Regions from separate parts of the Mus musculus genome. Here region 2 is linked to region 1. A link is a contact called in public Hi-C data. All regions are on one chromosome and are shown on one strand. Each heading gives the region's core, a stretch centred on a gene start, on an enhancer-like site or on the middle of the called end of the contact. The rest is flanking DNA. Distances are from core to core; before and after follow the strand shown. Region 1 holds the start of Uchl3 (ubiquitin carboxyl-terminal esterase L3 (ubiquitin thiolesterase)). Region 2 has its middle 33 kb from the start of Gm34589.

Region 1 (3,900 bases), core at 1,167-3,666:
CCAGATACACTGAGGCACAGTGCAGCTACTCCAGACCCACCGAGAAGATGCCAGATACACTGAGGTGCAGTGCAGCTACTCCCTGAACTTAGTTGAGGATGTGGGCAGATCTTTAAACTGCATTCAATACATAGCAAAGAACTCAAGAATGAACTTTTAAAGCAATACCATTTACAAGAGCGCCTCAAATCATCAAATTTGTAGGTATCCAATAATCTTTTTCCCAAGAGCTATGTGCTCAAACTATCAAACACCGATGGAGAAATCAAAGACCTAATTAAGTGATGATCCACCTTGGTCAAAGATGACAAGATCCACTGTAGTAAAGACACACCCCTCAGAATATGTCTATCCAATTGCCACATTCACCAATCAAGTTTCTGTACAGATTGACAAGCATTCTAAAATTTATTTGGAAGGTAAAGCAATTAGAAAAGCCTAAACAATTCAGAAAAGGTACAATGCTGGCTTCATACAATTTGAGGACTTATAAAGCCACAACAAAGAGAACGATAACCGAAAGAGGAACAGACAGATCAATGGAGCGAAAGCTATCACATATATAGTAAATTGCTATCGCTAAAGTGTAAAAATCACTTTGCTTTACAGCTCAAATACACACTTCTTCTTATGCACAGAAGTTGGAAATTCTTTGAGATTTTTCTCTTGACAAAATAAAATGCACTAGGGAAAGAGATGAGCAAATTTCAAAGTCAAGAACAAAAGGAATTTGGCCTCTTCCAGAAAGGGTGCTGTGAACAGCAAGGCAACGGGGAAGTGCTGGCTTTTAAACTTTACACAGTTCACCTTACTAAGAAGATAGGAACTGATGCTAACAAAAATATATAACAAACCCACATAAGCTACAGGGAGTCAGGCCAGTGAGTCAAGGCTCCTCCCACCAGCAAATACAGAAGACCTGTGTTTAATCCCAAGGACCCACCTGAGGGACTGAGAGAACTGAATCTAGAAAGTTGTCCTCTGACCTCCACCCGAAATCAATGAAACAATAAATGAAACAAAATAAATGAAAACACTTTCAAAAATTCCAAAAGACAAAGGATGTCACCTCTAACATAAAGCCTGTGTGTTTTATACAAAGAATTTGCTAAAATGCTTTTAAAAAAACCGTTAAAAATAACAATAATAATAATAATAATTGGAGGAAGGGAGCAGGTTTTTAGGCAGCATTTCAATTCAGGCTGGGCTGGAACTCAAAATCCTCTTTACCTCAGCCTCCCACACGCTGATACTGGCAGACATGTACCACGATGTCTGGTCTCAAAAAAGCATTTTTAAACGTTGATAATAGATCTTTATCCTTCGGTTATGAGAAGAAAGATGGAAGAAAAGGAAGAAAACTATATAACAAACTAAGAGAACTGTTAAAGGTGAACTAAATCTGAGAGCAGAAAAAAAGGCTAATTAATACATATCTGTGCAAATATATATATATATATATATGCATTCCACCACCTAATTTGGGGTCTGAAAGGCATCCCAAGCCCCAACCTTCAGTATCCAAAACAAACTCCCTTTTAAGAGTAGCAGGTGGCTACGCATTGCAGGACAACCATTAAACCGGGCTTTGTGTGGTACAGGAGGCAAGGACCAGGTCCACCTTCGAAAGACGGGGAGAGAAAGGGGGCGTGGCAGGGAAGAGAAGGACCTCGATGGGGCAAGAGATGACTGAAAGGTGATTTCATTGTACAGGAGGTGGATGGAATTACCAGAACTGGGTGGGCAAGTTTACAAAGCCGGGAGTCAGGAAGTGTTGGCAAATTAGTCACCTTAGAAGGGACAGGGTCAAGGAACAGGATGGAACCCGCAACGGCAAGGAGACGAACCAAGATGGGGAAAGGCACGGGGTGGGGATACCAGGCGAGGGGCTACCAAACCTCAGACCCCGGGTGCCCCAGGCAGCGCCGGCGACGCGGGGTCCGACGGAGGGACAGAGGACGCTCGCTGCACCGGCATCTCCCCGAGCCAGGTGGTGGCCCGAGAGGGGCGGAGCCGCCCACAGCCGCAGCCTGGGGCCGCCTGCCCGCCCGGGATGAGATCCCTGGATCCTTGGGGATGCAGAGGTGAAGGCCAGCGGGGAGGCTGGCGGGGAAGGCGGGAAGGACTCCGGGGTCCGGGGTGACAGGCACCGACCGCACTCACCTGGTTGGTGACCTGAAACGAGACACAGAAGAGGGTTTAGCGACGCGCGCATGCGGGCTGGCGCCGGCCTCCCGACCCGCTCAGGCCCTGGCTGCGGAACCCGGCCGCGCTCACCTCAGGGTTGGCCTCCAGCGGCAGCCAGCGTTGACCCTCCATGACTGCTCCGCCGGCCGCTCTCCAGCTCTGACAGCCGCCACCACCGCCGCAGCCGCCGCCGCCGCCGCTTCCGCCCCCGCGCGCTCCGGCCGGCACCATCCAAACGCCGCCCCGAGGGGGAAACCAACGAATGGACTTCCACGACCCCCAAGACGCTTGATCTCTCCCTACGGAGACTCAGCCCTGGAGTTACTAATGAAGTTAAAAGGCAAATTAAACTGATAAGCCTGAGCCATGTCCTAGTTCATGAGAAAAAGAAGCTTTGATCAACGGTGAACTCCCCTCACACTTGGACTCTCCCTTCCCCCGAGCGAGCTCCCGAGTTCTACGCATGCGCCACCGGGCCGCGTGCTCGCAGGCAACCTCACCTTCTTGCAATGCCAACCAGAAGCTCTAGGGGGCGCGTCATGGATTCCTACTCTGTGAGAGTGGGACCGGTTTGCTAGCCTTAAGGCAGCCAAGCCAGAGGGGTTGACTCCTTGGAATCATGGTCTTCCTGCTCCTTTGTGAGGATACTGGAATGATATGTTGGCCTTATCTGTTATTGCACTGCCCGAGATACAGGTAATAGGTAAATGGTGGATATAGGTGATAGGTAGATAGATACTCAGTTCTGCTTGAGAAACAATATGGAGCCACTACAAAGAGGAAATCAGGCAATGTACTGTTTGGTACAAACTGAAGGACTTTAAACAGCATTTTGAAATCCATTCGCCATCCCACTAAATTTCAGGATGACAAATGTAATGATTTTGTTTGTTTGTTTGTTTGTTTGTTTGTTTTTCAGGGTTTAACTCAATGGCTAGTACATAGGAGATTTCTCAAGGGCTATTTGAGAAATGGTAGAGCACTTGTCTAGCATGCTTGAGGCCCTGGGCCCAATCTCAGTGTCACAAAGGAGAGAGAAGTGGAATAATCATGTATGCAGAAATACCATCTGTCAGTTATGTGGGGAAATGCAAAAACAGGAAAGTTGACACAAGGTAACATTTATGAAGACAGAGAAGCAGAAGATATTTCAAGGAGCAATCCTTTTGATATGTAGGAACCAAGAGTCATGGCAGGACTCCAGAAATTTGATCTGATATATATTACTATTCTGTATCGAAGAGAAGGATTTCAGGGAAAGGTTAGTTAAGAAGTGAGAAAAATATTATTATGCTGAATTTGTCCTTCTTGGGAAATTTCCAACTCTCCCACGCATGCTCTGGCTATTATTTTTATAACCCGGTGACTCTTGTAATCCCTTGACTCCTCCCTATTTGTCTGATGGCTTGATGCCATATCTGTCCAACCTCATGACTTGGTAAATCTGGCAATGCTGGGCTCATGATCGGTTAGCTGCAGTTGCCTGATCTCTTGTGGTGCTTGCTATAGTCTCAGTCTCTACTGGGGCTGTTTGGGGTGCCAGGGGAATTTTCAGACAGCCGCTTTTCTCCAGACTCCTGCAGTTCTGCATTTTGTTTCTCCTCTTAGTGCTTGGCCAATACGCCACACAACATCCTTATCCCTCTATCACGAGAATTTCTTCCCTGTTAGACATACCATGTCTGCTTCCTCATAACTCAACAGCAAACCAAA
Region 2 (4,083 bases), core at 572-3,071, 1.2 Mb before region 1:
TAAGAATATAGAAATATTGGGTTGGAATTCTTTAGTTCAATCTAGAAATCAGGTAAGAAAGAATTTAAAACTTTTGTATTTACAGAATATATCTCTATACTAAATAACAATCACTTGAAATATAAAGAGACTTGGAAAATAATAATAATAATAATAATAATAATAATAATAATAATAATAATAATGGTATAAATAGATTGCAAGTACCCAGAGGGACTTGCTTCTTGTTTATTGTTAATAGTTTAAATAGTAGCTTAGCTAAAACACATTGTTTGACAGTATTTTGGAAACATTTAAATGAAGGAGAAAAAGAATCAACAACCATTTCATTTTATAGACTGAAAATTTTAATGGATTTTTTTGTACTTTCTTCACACTACTCTAAAATGATATCATTGTATTCACAATTTTGCATCCTGCTTTTTGTATTTTTATTTAAAGTAAAAAAAAAAATCCCCAAATCTCCATGACATCTTTAGTTTTGAAGTGTATAATTTTATGATGCCGCCAACTTTAGGATATTATCTTATATAATGCTAGAGAAGAAAAAAAAGGTTTCTTATGAATCTCTGTCATAAGCCTTAATGATAACTTAACAGACATATGCATTGTCCTGCCAGTTTCGGTGCTTTGATAGCTCTCTCATCTATTTCAGAGATTTGGAAAGTTCTTCGCTTTTCCTTACATTGGTTGGCATGTGGGAAGAAATCCATTGGCATTTTTCTCAGGAAACACAATAGAAGGCAGCGCCATCTGCTTCTGTTCCTTAGATAGGTGATCGATTGCTTTAGAACAAGCATAGCTTCCTAAGGTGAGTACTAGGTTCACAAACACGAAATCTACCAACAACTCCTCCGCTTAAGGGTCCTTTCATTTGCAGGATAATTTCTCATGTCGGTGCTGAATCACGGTGCTGCTTTTAAAAGACATTTAATTGATTTTACTTTGCTAAAGATTCAATTGACAGATGAAGATGGGATATAGTTAAGATCTGTAATATGATACTTTGATGTATGTACACTTTGTGTAATGATGGCAGCACTCAAACTAATTAGCACTTTATCATTACCCTGATATACATTCAATCTCCAGAATATGTTCACTTGATAACTGAAAGGTTTTTTTCCCTTTGACTGATGTCTTTACACTCTCCCCAACTGTAAGTTTCTGCTCATCACCATTTGCCTTCTATTGTTATGAATTCGACCTTCTGGATTGCATAATTATATGGTATCAGTCAGTATCTGTTTTTATGTTTTGAGCTTACTTTTATTTACATCTTTGTAAATAACAGAATTTATATATTTTTAAAGACTGAACCAAATTCATATGTCAATTTTTTAAAAGCAATACATCCTTAGGGTCATTATGTTGACTCCATATTCTAACTACTGTGACTATGGATGGATATAAAGGTTCCAAATGGGCTTCCAATCTTATTTTTTTCTTAATGTATGCCGACAGTGGGATTGTTCACCTGGAGAACATGTTCTTTGCTATTTCCTCCGATGTGCAGTCATTGTGAGATACCATTTCCTCTGTGTTTTGGAGGTTTTGCATTTCCATTTTGTTTAGACTTAGTAATCACTAGTACTTGTCAGAACACAATATGAATTTCTGTTTCCTAGTTTCTTTGATACTTTGTGTTGATTTCCAGGAAGAAGATGGAGAGAATTCTGACTTTGTGTCACCTTTTTTGAAATGGAAATTAGTTTAAAACATTTTAAAATAAAGTTTATGCATCAAATAGTTCATTGTTCCCCCGGGGTGAGCTAACTTGAAACTTGTGGCCAGTTTCTGAATTTCTCCTTTTTCAAAGCTCACTCCCACTCATCTACTCACATAATATCCTAGTATTTATTATGTATTTGCTTCATGCAGTCACTGTATCAAGCTTGGAAATGTGGTAAGAAATCTAGACAACAGTTTGAACCATAGATTCTGAAAGCAGAAATAGGTTTCTTTTTTGAGTTTGGAAAAACTTGTGTCTAATAATTGTTAATAGAGATAGCTGCTGAGACTGTAGGACAGGAATCCTCAAGAACATAGGGTATATTAGGTAGGATGCAGAGAGGATTAAACCTTGTGTGATACAGCGTGTGATGCAGAGGGGAAAGCAGTGCTCTGGAGGCTTGATTCAAATCCCAGCTTTTCTTTTTTTCCAGATGCAAGGGTATGGGGAAACTATGAGCCTCTTCTACATCTTAGGTCTCAGTATAAACTAAGGGTTGGAATTCCCCACCAATACATGTTGACTCATTTTTAGGCAAAGAAGTTAGAGAAAGATGAGCTGAGATTGCTCTAGTAGAAAAAAATATATACCAGAGCTGTCAAGGCAATAGACTACAAAATATATGCTGAACATGGAGGGAAGTAAAGAGGCTCAGACAGTGACAGGACAGAATTCCTGATGGCTTAGAAGAGCAACTGTAGAATCAGCAATCGAATGCAGAAGTGGGAGAAAGAAAAACTCTTTAGAGAGGCATTCTATGGAAACACAGCATTTTTTTTTCAGAAGGAAGATGAACTTGAACCCACACACTCCTTTGAGTCAGCTTAAAAGTTGAGTCGCCTCGAGGTCATCTTATCTTCTGTGCCATCAAACCTTTGATTCCAGCAACCCCCTTACAAAGAAAATCGCCATGAGCTTATTTCTGGGTTCTACAGTGAAGGTGTGATATTTGCATCAAATCTGGGTTAGTGTCACATAGTAGACCCTCAGACAACTTGTACTAGCTCATACATTAAGCAAAAACATTGAAAACAATTCGTACATCACTGAATGCGGAATGTTTCCTTTTCTTGCGGCAATAAGTCTGATCTGTGTCCATTGTATAAAACATTGTAAGATGCTGAACAATCTGGGGAAAGCGGGCAAGACCCAAACATCTCTGAATTATGGATGAGGATCACAGAGACAGTGTAATTCAATTTCATCCAACTGAACTCAGTTCAATTAAAAAATACTTACTGAATGCTAAAAGCTAAGTTAGGTGGTATAGACTGGTCACGTTGATAAACCACCTACCTGTCTTGTCTAACTTATAACCAAAGATCAGGAAACATCATGTCAACCCTTTTATAATATAACTTCATTAATGATAAAATGTTAGGTTATTTAAGTTTACTTAGAAGTAATTTATTGTTTCTTTTTTTATGAAATACTTTTTTTAAAAAAAATTTCACAATGCATCAAACACTGGTGAGAAAATATTACCTTCCTTGAGGTAATATAAAAGAATCGGTCACAACTAGTATTTCTGATGAATGTGAGATTCAAGCAGAATGTATATTTATATATTTACATTTCTACAGGATCTCATGCTGGGGGCCAGGCTGTCCTTGAACTTTCTACTCTCTTGCCCTAGTCCTTTGAGTGCAGAGATGACTTTTTCCAAGTCACTCTTTGTGCCTGTCTGTGTATCACCCTCAGAGGTCATGGTCAGTTTGCAGAAATAGACAGTTTGGAATCGGAGGGACTGAGTCAGGTTCTTTCATGTCCCAGCTGTCTATTTTGGAAAACTTCCTATTTTCATGCTATCATTGCCTCATCTATTACATAACAACCTAGTGTCTAGATAGTATCTAGCCATCTTACAAGTGAGAAAACTGGTGTTTATTAAGGTTTGTTCATGTCTCTAACAGCTAAGGTTCAAGTGCATGATGTCTGATTGGTATCCAAGTTTAAGGAGGCCTCTATTTTAATTACTTGAATCTGAACACTTTATCTGGACATTTAAAACCCCATTATGAATTGTAGCCATTACTACAGCTATTCATCAATAGGAAAACAGAAATGTTTCCTAAGGATGCAACCAACACTGAACCATGCAACCTATGCCAGAATTATTCTGGTGGAGGCATCACTCATTTAACCTCTGACCTCAGGAGAATATAAGAATAACCTTGATTAGAATGGTAAATGTCATTTGTAATTGAAAGATCTAATTTTTATAATCCTATTTCTTCTGTAATGAAGAATTACACTTTTGACATTTTCAGTTAATGTGCTACATAGCCCTGGGTTGACATATATGATATTAAGGCCCTTAAACCAAGAGCTGAAATAGAAATGAATCTTTA

What was found. A called contact is a pair of places that touch in the nucleus more often than the background predicts.
Region 2: a Hi-C map of B cells shows a contact between it and region 1, with 6 read pairs. The contact joins the enhancer-like site here to the promoter of Uchl3 in region 1. A contact is called at or near these places in 3 of 39 promoter capture datasets (cranial neural crest, hippocampal neurons and pre-B cells) and 1 of 484 Hi-C or Micro-C datasets (B cells).

Annotation. Positions count from the first base shown.
Region 1 is chr14:101,652,483-101,656,382 of GRCm38.p6, reverse strand. It overlaps Uchl3 (ubiquitin carboxyl-terminal esterase L3 (ubiquitin thiolesterase)), which reads right to left and starts at 2,416. Exons shown (of 9, transcript NM_016723.2): 1 at 2,278-2,416; 2 at 2,164-2,175. The coding sequence starts at 2,319.
Region 2 is chr14:102,866,094-102,870,176 of GRCm38.p6, reverse strand. No RefSeq gene overlaps it. Among named protein-coding and RNA genes, the nearest start is that of Gm34589, 33 kb to the right of the region's middle. Within about 2 kb of position 1,821, at least 10 of the 459 cell types and tissues checked have an H3K27ac peak or open chromatin away from gene starts, as enhancers often do. A contact at or near this core is called in B cells, where this site is marked.